Linked DNA regions of Pan troglodytes: region 1 is linked to region 2. A link is a contact called in public Hi-C data. All regions are on one chromosome and are shown on one strand. Each heading gives the region's core, a stretch centred on a gene start, on an enhancer-like site or on the middle of the called end of the contact. The rest is flanking DNA. Distances are from core to core; before and after follow the strand shown.

Region 1 (5,201 bases), core at 1,705-4,204, 160 kb after region 2:
TGATCTGTGCGTGTGTGTTTGCGTGTGTGTGTCTGATCTGTGTGCTCGCATCTGTGCTGTGTTTTTGCGTGTGTGTTTTTGATATGTGTGTGTGCATCTGTGGTGTGTGTGTTTGCATGTGTGTGTCTTATCTATGTGCTCGCATCTGTGGTGTGTGTGTTTGCATGTGTGTGTGTGATCTGTGTGTGTGCATCTGTGGTGTGTGTGTTTGCGTGTGTCCGATCTGTGCGTGTGCATCTGTGGTGTGTTTGCGTGTGTGTCTGATCTGTGCGTGTGCATCTGTGGTGTGTGTGTTTGCGTGTGTGTGTGTGATCTGTGCGTGTGCATCTCTGGTGTGTGCGTGTGTCTGATCTGTGCGTGTGTGTGTTTGCGTGTGTGTGTCTGATCTGTGTGCTCGCATCTGCTGTTTTTTTGCGTGTGTGTTTTTGATATGTGTGTGCATCTGTGGTGTGTGTGTTTGCATGTGTGTGTCTTATCTGTGTGCTCGCATCTGTGGTGTGTGTGTTTGCGTGTGTGTGTCTGATCTGTGTGTGTGCCTCTGTGGTGTGTTTGCGTGTGTGTGTCTGATCTGTGTGCGTGCATCTGTGGTGTGTGTGTTTGCGTGTGTGTGTCTGATCTGTGTGCTCGCATCTGTGGTGCGTGTGTTTGTGTGTGTGTGTCTGATCTGTGTGCGTGCATCTGTGGTGTGTGTGTTTGCGTGTGTGTGTCTGATCTGTGTGCTCGCATCTGTGGTGTGTGTGTGCGTGTGTCTGATCTGTGTGCGTGCATCTGTGGTGTGTGTGTTTGCGTGTGTGTGATCTGTGTGCTCACATCTGTGGTGTGTGTGTTTGCATGTGTGTGTCTGATCTGTGTGTGTGCATCCGTGGTGTGTGTGTTTGCGTGTGTCTGATCTGTGTGCGTGCATCCGTGGTGTGTGTGTTTGCGTGTGTGTGTCTGATCTGTGTGCTCGCATCTGTGGTGTGTGTGTTTGTGTGTGTGCGTCTGATCTGTGTGCGTGCATCTGTGGTGTGTGTGCTTGCGTGTGTGTCTGATCTGTGTGCGTGCATCTGTGGTGTGTGTGTTTGCGTGTGTGTGATCTGTGTGCTCACATCTGTGGTGTGTGTGTTTGCATGTGTGTGTCTGATCTGTGTGTGTGCATCCGTGGTGTGTGTGTTTGCGTGTGTGTGTCTGATCTGTGTGCGTGCATCCGTGGTGTGTGTGTTTGCGTGTGTGTGTCTGATCTGTGTGCTCGCATCTGTGGTGTGTGTGTTTGTGTGTGTGCGTCTGATCTGTGTGCGTGCATCTGTGGTGTGTGTGCTTGCGTGTGTGTCTGATCTGTGTGCGTGCATCTGTGGTGTGTATGTTTGCGTGTGTGTGATCTGTGTGCTCGCATCTGTGGTGTTTGCATGTGTATGTGTGATCTGTGTGTGCGAATCTGTGGTGTGTTTGTATGTTTGTGTCTGATCTGTGTGCATGCATCTGTGGTTTCTGTGTGTGCATGTCCGTGGCCCATGCGTGTGCCTATGCGTGCACGTGTTTGTGCTCTGTGTCGTGTGCCTGTATTTACGTGAGTCGTTTGGGAGGAGGCTGCAGCTCAGTGCTGCTGTGCGCTGCATCTCTGGGCCCTGCACAGAACCCCGGGGGGCTTCCTTCCTCACGGGCCCCCCTCCGGGAAGGCTGCCAGCCTCCTGCCTGCTGTGTGCAGCCCTGAGGACACACAGACAAGAGCCACTGTCCCCACCCACAAGTCTGCCCTGGTCAGTGGGGCAAATGAAAATGTCCGTCCGGATCACAGAGTAGGCTCAGGTGCAGGGATGGGCTGCCCAGCGTGTCCAGGAGAAGAGGGCAGTAAGCTCTCAGCAAGGGACGCTCTGGAAGCTTCCTGGAGGGTGAAATGTCTGCTGAGCTGAGGTCTTGGAGAGAAGTGGACGCTAGCCTGCGGGGTGGGAGACCGGGGGGCAGCAGAGCCTGGTGCAGGGCCTGAGGCTGGGCCTGTGTGCTGCGGGTACTGGGTGCTGTGTCACAGGCCTGGGAGGATCCCACTGTGCTGAAGCGCTCACAGTTTAAAGGACCTTCTGGCGGCTTCGCGAAGAGCAGAATGAGAAGGGGCTGGGGTGGCCGTGGGAGGGAGGCGGGCCAGAAGGCCTCGTTTGAGGATGAGAATAAAAGATGAAGGCAGAGGTTGGAGAGATGCGGCTTCCAGCCCAGGAGCACTGGGGTGTGCAGGGGCGGGTCCCCAGGTGCTCGTGGAGCAAGGGGACCTTGTGTCTCAGGTCTCAGCTCAGCCCGGTTGTTGTTTCCGTGGCAGCCAGCCCTCAGGGCCTGTCTGCGGGAGCTGCCCCTCGGTTCAACCACCAGCAGTAGAACCTTTCTAGGCGTTCCTGAAGCACCAAGCTCAGCAAAATTCCCTCTCTCCTTGTTCATTATGAGTCAGTGTGCTGTGGTGGGAAAACAGTCTTTGGAGGTTTTTGTTTGAGGCCATTTACTATGATGTCCTTTGACACTTTATCTCTTTGGACCTCCTTTCTCTACAACTTGTATCTGTGGATTCCTACGGACCTGAAAGGCTCTAGATGCCGAGCTGACGGCCTTTGGCTGACGTTCAGGAGACTTCAGATGAAATGTTAAGTGCCCGAACCACAACTTAAGCAGATGTGTGAGTCAGAACCCTTATTGTCAGTGACAAAACCTCAGTTCAAAGGACCAGAGATGGGAGTGGGGGCCTAGGCCTCGTCTCTGCTTCTCCCCGCCGTCGGCTTGGGTCTCTCTGCCAGGCCCCTCTGCTCGGCTGGGAACAGGACTCCTGGCGGGTCCCAGCAGGCAACATCTGGCTCTTGGCAGCAAGTCCAGGATTCTCTGTGGCCAGATGCCTGCTCACAGCCCCAGGGAGGGGCAGCAACCTGGCGGCCTGAGTCAGTGCCTGCGGCTGGGCTGGTCACTTGTGGAGTCTGTAAGATGACAGCAGCTTTTATGCAAAGCACATGCTGGAGTGTCAGGGCTCTTCCTCACAGCAAGGGCTCTTCCTAGAGGACAGGGATGCTGCAGGCATCGTGAGAGGCCTGGACGGAGCAGATGTGCAGTGAATCCAGCTTCCTCTGTCACCTGCCTTGGTCACTCGGCAGCTGTGACAACCACAGCAGATGGGGCTTACAAGCTGCAGACACTCGTCTCTCTGCTCTGGGGGCTGAAGTCCAAGACCAGGGCCCCGTGGGTTTGGTGTCTCGTGAGGACTGCTTCTTATTTCACAGACCTCTCCTGGGGGAAGGGGTGAGGGTCTCTCTGGGGTCTCTTAGAAGGGCACAGATCCACCCATGGGGCTCCACACCATGACCTCATCACCTCCCAAAGGCCCCCAGTTCCTGGAACCATCACCTGGGGAGTCAGACACTTTGAGGGATACTGACGTGAAGGCCAAGACACCGCTTTGCATTTTAAGGTTTATTGTGTTTATAAACCACAGGCACATTTTTTTTTTTTTTTTTTTTTTTTTTTTTTTTTACCACAATGGAGCATAGCTTCTTTACAGGAAAGGTGTAGTAACAGTATGACGTTTGCCTACTGTTAGAATAACTAACTAGTCATTTAGGTTTGTTCACTTTTTAAATTATTTTGCCCTCCACCATTTGAATTTTTTGCTTTTTTTTTTTTTTTTTTTTTTTTTGAGATGGAGTCTTGCTCTGTCGCCTAGGCTGGAGTGCAGTGGTGTGATCTTGGCTCACTGCAACCTCCATCTCCTTGGTTCAAGTGATTCTCCTGCCTCAGCCTCCTGAGTAGCTGGGACTACAGGTGCCTGCCACCACGCCCAGCTAATTTTTGTTTGTTTGTTTGTTGTGGTATTTTTAGTAGAGACGGGGTTTCACCATGTTGGTCAGGTTGGTCTCGAACTCCTGACCTCATGATTTGCCTGCCTTGGCCTCCCAAAGTGCTGGGATTACAGGCATGAACCACCATGCCCAGCCTTTTTTTTTTTTTTTTTTGCTCTTTTACTGCATTTAATGTGATGTCTATTTCGTGAGCAATAGTGAGTGTTAGGAAACTCAAAAGCTTTTTCTCCAGTTTTGCCCAAAGTATTCCCCATGAGTGTGGAATTATTACTAAGTGCTACTTTTGATGGGAAATATTGGCGACCTGAGCTATCCATCACCTTGACTGACGTCTTTGGCCCTGCCAAGGTCTTCTGGAACCTTCCAGCATGTGGTTGGGCAGGGGTGCTGTTTCTGTTAGGAGGCTGGTGTGTCTTGCCCTCGAGTTCTTGGAAGTGTTTCTTAACATCTGCCAATAGCTGGGGCAGTTTATCCTGAAATTATCCTGAACCACCAGTGCTTGCTCTTTGGGCCAATTTTTTTTTCTAGGCTCCTTTGCATCTTATCAGGGGGAGTTTTCCTCCCCCTGATAAGTTTCTGGTCTGTGTTGCTTTCCCACACTTGAGAATACTCATCTGTTGTGAGACAGATGGAATTTCTGCCCCCAGCTGGGATCACTGGGAACCAACCCGGAGGCCGCTTCCCACTCTCCCCTCCCAGCAGAGCAGCCTGCGGGCTTAGGGGCCGCGCTCGCACAAACGGGCCAGGCTGGCTTCTCTTCCACCACACGCGGTCCTCTGTGCATCCTGTAGTCCCAGCGCCCGGGCACCCTGGTGGTGCAGCAGGAAAAAACGCCACCCAGATGCGAGCCCGGGAGCCGTGTTGGGGGTGGCCAAGGCCACAGCGCCCTCATCTGGGATTTGGGATGAGGACGCGTGGGATAACAGCAGGCAATGCTCTTGTTGGCGCAGCAAAGCCGGAGATGCGCCGAGCCTCACTGCAGCCCAGACCCGGCCCCCGAGCCTCAGGCCCTGCCGCTACCTGACGTCTCCCTGTGAAAACCCGAGGAGTGGGTCACCACCACGCACCTGCGAGGAACCTCTGGATTCTCCTCCAGCCCCTCCACCTGCCCCGGCTGGTGCTTCCATTTCAGCCTGGGTGCGTGTGTGAAGTTAGAGGTCAGGATCCGTGTTCGTCAGGTTAGCGGACGTGTGCTGGCAGCTGCGGCAAATAAATGACCAGCATCACGCACCGCGGGCTTGCTCCCCGCTCGTTCCCTCCTGTTCAGGCTGGGCGCTTGCAGGGACAATGCTCCTCCGCATGTTTGCCAGGACCTGGGCTCCGTCCCCGGCGTGGAGCTGAGTGAGTCCTGCCGACTGGGCTTCCTCGTGCAAAGGCCAGAGAGGTGCACAGTGGGCA
Region 2 (5,634 bases), core at 184-2,683:
CAGCAGGTCTGAAATCAGGAGCTGAAGCTGCAGCCTTGAGGCAAAATTTCTCCTTTTCTGGGAAACCTCAGGTTTTGCTCTCAATGCCTTCACCTGCTTAGACAGGGCTCACTCACATCATCAAAGGTCACCTCCTCCACCTAAGGTCAACTGATGATAGAGATTAACCACAACCACAATACCTTCAGAGCAATGTCTAGATGAGTGTGGCCACGTGGACATATAAAAGCAATCATCACAGGTGACTTGGGAGATGCCTGTTGAACTGGAAAGAAAAGCCACCAATTCGTGATGCCCTGAAATGCTCCTGTGGGTGGCAGCAGGTGGGGAGTGTGGATGTCAGGTACAGGCCGCCGTGTCTAAGTGAGGGTGGACTACACACTAGGGAGCCTCTGGGCCACTGGGTGACACTCTGAGAAGTGTCACTTGAAGGTGGCACCAGCGCACTTGGAAGGCATTGAGTATCTGCAGTCACAGGGCCCCTCCTCACGATGGAATGTCCATACCCAGCACTTCCCCTGGAGTTCTGTTGAGATGCTGAAATGACCTCATAATCATTATTATGATGTTTCTGATGATTTCTAAACTTGAGCAAACTTAAAGCAGAGAATGCAGAGGTCTTTTCCAGATGTTTCTAGTCTTTGTCACCCACCCCAGCGAATGTCAGAGCAAACTCAGAACTGCAAGGCTGCCCAAGAGTCCACCTGATCATCTGGGGCTGGGCAGTAATGCACGCAGTGTAGCACATGGTACACTTGTTTTCACTCAACAATGACTGTTCTAGTCCATCCCCGAGGGCTCTTGGCCTTGACAGGGAGCTAGGCCTGGAAACCTTGTCCTGGGGCTGTGTGGGGTGGGCTGTAGCACTAGAAGGATATTCACACTGGGAAGACGGTGGGAACCAGGGCCTGGAGGGGTGCACAGAGGGAGCCACCCAACTGAGCAGATTCTAGAAGGTTCAGTAGCAGTTTGCCAGGAAATAAAGTTGAAATAAGTTGATGTCTGGTGTTTGTGGAGAGAAGGGGCTGGAAGAACAGACGCAAAGCCACCGGAGATGGTGGCCCCAAGCCCACCCCATTAGGCAGGGGGCTGAGAGGTGCTTGCATACAGCGGTGGCAGGGTCCGAGCTGCGGCACATTCTCTGTGAGCTTCATTCTCTGTGATGAGCCAGGCAGACCCAAAGGCACATGCCCAGGAGGGGTCTCAGTGGTGGTCCAGGGGCCAGAGCTCTGCCAACAGCCATGTGGAAGGAACAGTGCTCAGCACAAGGAATTAACAGGATCCTGTGACTGCTGTATTTAAGGATGGGGTAGGGATTGAGGTGAGAATGACCTCCAGGTTGGCGGAGGATCACATTAGAGATTCTGGAGAAAAAGCGCATTTTTTATGGAGAGCGATGTTCTAGTTTCTGACATCATAACATTGGAATTCTTGTGGGACATCGAGGTGGAGATGTCTGGAAAGCATCTGGAAGTGAGTACGGAGCCCCAGAGCGTGCTGCGGGTAGATGTGTGACTCCTTAGTACCTAGGACACCTGGATGGCTTGGAAAGGGTCCCTAGATGACCAGAAAGGTAATTACGCCTTGTGAGCGGGGTGCTTGCTTAAAACGGCAGACACAGCAGCGGGTGCCACTTTCCTAAACACGAGTATCCATGTAAAGTTTGTGTGTTTGAGAAGGAATTGGGTCTTTTCCTCAGGTTCCTGGGACAGAGCTTCCAAAGCCCTTGGAATTTCCCCAGGGACAGGAGTGTGTGTATTCATGATGAGCTCCCAGCCATGTCTGAGCTGACGCTGATGAAGGAACACAGGATGGAGTCTGATCACTAGGACTGACCATGCGATTGTAGGGTGAAGTGTTTGGGCCTTGTGCTGTCAGCCTGACCTCCCTGGAGAGTTCAACCCCATGGACAGTGCGTCATCAGTCCTGCTTGAGCCATAAAACCCTGGTGAAAACTCTGGACACCAAAGCTCAGTAGAGCTTCCCTGTTGGTGATCATGTCCCTGTGCCGGGTGGTGATGGGCCCTGATCCCACAGGCCAGGCACAGAGGCTCTGCATTTGGGACCCTCCCTGACCTCACCTGATGTATTTCATTTGGAGGTTCAGATTGGTATCAATTATAATACAGCTGTATTTGTAACCACAGCACTTTCATCTGTTGTGTGGGTGGTTCCAGCAGGAGATGTAGCTGGAGGGGGTCTCAGAAACCTATGAATCTGTAACCAGTCAGAAGTGTGGATGGCCTGGGGACCCCTGGACACACAGGTAGTATTAAAGTGAGGGCAGCCTTACTGAGGTCCATCCACATCTGTAAACTGTGGGGTCTGCTCTAGCTCCAGGTACTTAACAGCAGGACTGTACTGAAGTCTGCCTAGGACTCTGTCTCCTCCTCTGCTGAATATAATGTTTGCAGCTCCCACCCAGCATTCTGCCATTATGGAAATACAGAAGAAGCATTCTCGCAAGCATCCCTGTTCTACACAAACTCAAGAGTGACACGTGGTAGGCAGCCTCTAAGATGGTCCCCAGTGGTTCTGTCTCATGTTCCTTACGCTCCCAGTTGATGCTCTGCTGTGGCATGTGCTGGACGCAAGAGCATCTATGGATGGAATCCAGCAGGAGAGATCGTGTCCAGTGTGAGCTGGAACAACAGGAGGGTGTGGAGAGGATCCAGGAGGAGTGATGGCATCTGCATCTGGACCCACTGGTGTGTGTGCACAGGACCCTGTGGGGTGATGGCTGAACCCACTGGCGTGTGTGCACAGGATCCTGCGGGGTGATGGCTGAACCCACTGGAGTGTGTGCACAGGATCCTGCAGGGGTGATGGCACCCGGAGTCTAATCTGAACCCACTGGAGTGTGTGCACAGGATCCCGCAGGGGCAATGGCACCCGGAGTCTGAAATGAATCCTCTGGAGTGCGTGGACAGGACCCTGCAGGGGTGATGGCATCGGAATCTGAACTAAACCCACTCGAATGTGTGCGCAGGATCCCGCAGGGGCGATGGCACCCGGAGTCTAATCTGAACCCACTGGAGAGTGTGCGCAGGATCCCGCAGGGGCGATGGCATATGGAGTTTCAGCTGGACCTACTCGAGTGTGTGGATAGAATCTTGCAGGAGAGACGACATGTAGAATGTAAACTGGACTGAGTGGAGTGTATGGAGAGAATCCTGCAGGTGAGATGGCGTGTGCAGTGGGAAGCGGACCCACTGGAATCTTTGGGTGGGACCCAAACTCAACCACTGCTATGTGTAGACATGATCTTTGAGGAGAGATGGCATCTGCAGTGTGAACCGAACCCACTGGAATGTATGGATAGCATCTTGCAGGAGTGATGACATCTGCAGTGTGATCTGGACTGCCTCGAGTGTGTGGGTAGGATCCTGCAAGAGTGATGGCATGTGGAGTGAGCACTGCATTCACAGGACTGTGTGGACAGCAGCCTTCAGCAGTGATGATGTCTGCTGTGTGAAGTGGAGCACTGTAGTGTGTGGGTAGGGTCCTGCAGGAGAGATGGCAACTGGAGTGTGAACTGCACCCACTTGAGTGAGAGGTTGGGATGCTGCAGGTGGATGGCATTTGGAGTGTGAACTGGACCCACTTGAGTGTATGGGTAGGGTCCTGCAGGAGAGATGGCAACTGGAGTGTGAACTGGACCCACTGTTGTGCCTGGAGAGGATCCTGCAGAAGACAAGGCATCTGCAGTGTAAACTGGGCCACTGGGGTGTGTAGCTAGAATCATGCTGGAGTAACGGCTTCTGGACTGTGAGCTGGCCCCATTAAAGTGTGTGTATAGGATCCTGCAAAAGTGATAGCCTCTGGAGTGTGAATGGGACCCACTGAGGTGTGTGGATAGGATACTGCAGGGGTGATGGTGTCTGCAGTGTGAGCTGCAGCCCTGGGGCATGTGGATAGGACTCTGCAAAGAGACAGCATCTGTGGTGTGAATGGCACTGGTGGAATGTGTAGAGAGGATCCTGCAAAAGTGATGTCCTCTAGAGTGTGAACTGGACCCACTGGAGGGTGTGGACATCATCCTGCAGGACAGATGGCATCTAGAGTGTGAATGGCACCTCCGGAGTGTGTGGATAGGAGCCTGCAGGAGAGAGCACATGTAGAGCGTGAACTGGACCCACTGAAATGTGTGGACAGGATTCTGCAGAAGATACGGCATCCGGAGTGTGAAATGCACCACTAGTGTGTGTGCATAGAATCCTGCATAAGTTTTGGCATCTACAGTGTGAACTGGAGTCACTGGAATGTGTGAATAGGATCTTGCAGGAGAGATGTCTGCAGTGTGAGCTGGACCCACTTCTGTGTGTGGATGGTATCCTGCAGGAGAGATGGTGTCTGCAATGTGAACTGAACCCCTGGAATGTGTACATAGGACCCTACAGGAGAGATAACATCTGGAGACTGAAGTATGGGGATAGAATCCTGTAGGAGAGATGGCATCTGCAGTGTGAGCTGGACCCACTTCTGTGTGTGGATGGAACCTTGTAGGAGAGATGGCATCTGCAGTGTGAACTGGACCCACTTCTGTGTGTGGATAGGATCTTGCAGGAGAGATGGTGTCTAGAGTGTGAGCTGGACCCACTCGAGTGTGTGGATAGCATCCTGCAGGAGAGATGTCTGCAGTGTGAGCTGGACCCACTTCTGTGTGTGGATAGTATCCTGCAGGAGAGATGTTGTCTGAAGTGTGAGCTGGGCCCACCGGAGTGTGTGAATAGGATCCTGCAGGAGAAATGGAATCCGGAGTGTGAGCTGCATCCACTGTAGAGGGTGGATAAAATCCTGCAGGAAAGATGGCATCTGGAATGTCAGCGGGAGCCACCGACCTCTGAGGATGCACCCCGCAGGTGTGATGCGGGGCCAGTTCCAAGGCTGGGTTAGGTTTTACCCTGGCTTCTGTGTTGTACTCTCATTCTCTTCCTCTTTCTTCTAATACCTGCTCTGGGAGGCATCAGGCCATGTCCAGTGTGCAGGCCATGGAGACCCACACGGCAAGGAACTGGAACCCCCTGCCAGCAGCCTCGGGAGTCCAGTCCTCAGATGGTGCCCCGTGGTCAGCAATGCACCTGTGACCTCCGGGCTATGTCTCGTGGTAGTTGCTTTTGTGTTTTAACATAGCAACAGGAAACTAGCCTATTACCCACCAATCCCATTCCAGGCTGCTTTCAAACGCAGCTCAGGCTAGAACACCAGCACGGGGACACAGCTGAGACTCGGGGTTTGCGACGGGAACACGCCCATGCTGTGCCTCTGAATCTGGCACCGTCACCCTGTGGCCTGGGTTCAACAACTTGGCCTCACCTTCCTTATCTGTGAAATTCAGACTGGGTCCTTGTGAGATGATTGGAGAGAATGTATGAACTATGTGAGAACGCCACCTTTGTGCGTATCTCACGCAGTGTCTTCCCTCCTTTCCAAAGTCTTCTGCTGTCTCTAGACACACCCGACGTGGGGGGGTTCCCTGGGTCTCCTCCTAGGGCTGTCCCAGGAGGGCACGCACTGAAGGCCGCGAGAATCCCGGGGGCTGCACTGCGCCGCGCCGAGGACTCCACACAGGACCTTTCGTTTTCCCAACTGTGCTGAGCCAGGCGGCCGGCAGAGAGCAGGTGGCTGACAGGC

The links. Hi-C and Micro-C count contacts between places; a contact is called where the count stands out from the background.
Region 1: a contact with region 2 is called in a Hi-C map of stem cell-derived neural progenitor cells, with 2.3 times the contacts expected there. The contact joins the enhancer-like site here to the promoter of PXDN in region 2. A contact is called at or near these places in 2 of 7 Hi-C or Micro-C datasets (blood and stem cell-derived neural progenitor cells), 1 of 1 datasets of contacts at active chromatin or transcription factors (stem cell-derived excitatory neurons) and 1 of 1 other capture datasets (stem cell-derived neural stem cells).

What each region holds. Positions count from the first base shown.
Region 1 is chr12:121,289,742-121,294,942 of NHGRI_mPanTro3-v2.0_pri, forward strand. No RefSeq gene overlaps it. Among named protein-coding and RNA genes, the nearest start is that of PXDN, 160 kb to the left of the region's middle. Within about 2 kb of position 2,955, at least 6 of the 24 cell types and tissues checked have an H3K27ac peak or open chromatin away from gene starts, as enhancers often do. A contact at or near this core is called in stem cell-derived excitatory neurons, stem cell-derived neural progenitor cells and stem cell-derived neural stem cells, where this site is marked.
Region 2 is chr12:121,134,125-121,139,758 of NHGRI_mPanTro3-v2.0_pri, forward strand. PXDN (peroxidasin) reads left to right here and starts at 1,434. Exons shown (of 23, transcript XM_063789390.1): 1 at 1,434-1,573. It overlaps LOC129142314 (a long non-coding RNA gene), which reads right to left and starts at 516. Exons shown (of 2, transcript XR_008545410.2): 1 at 1-516.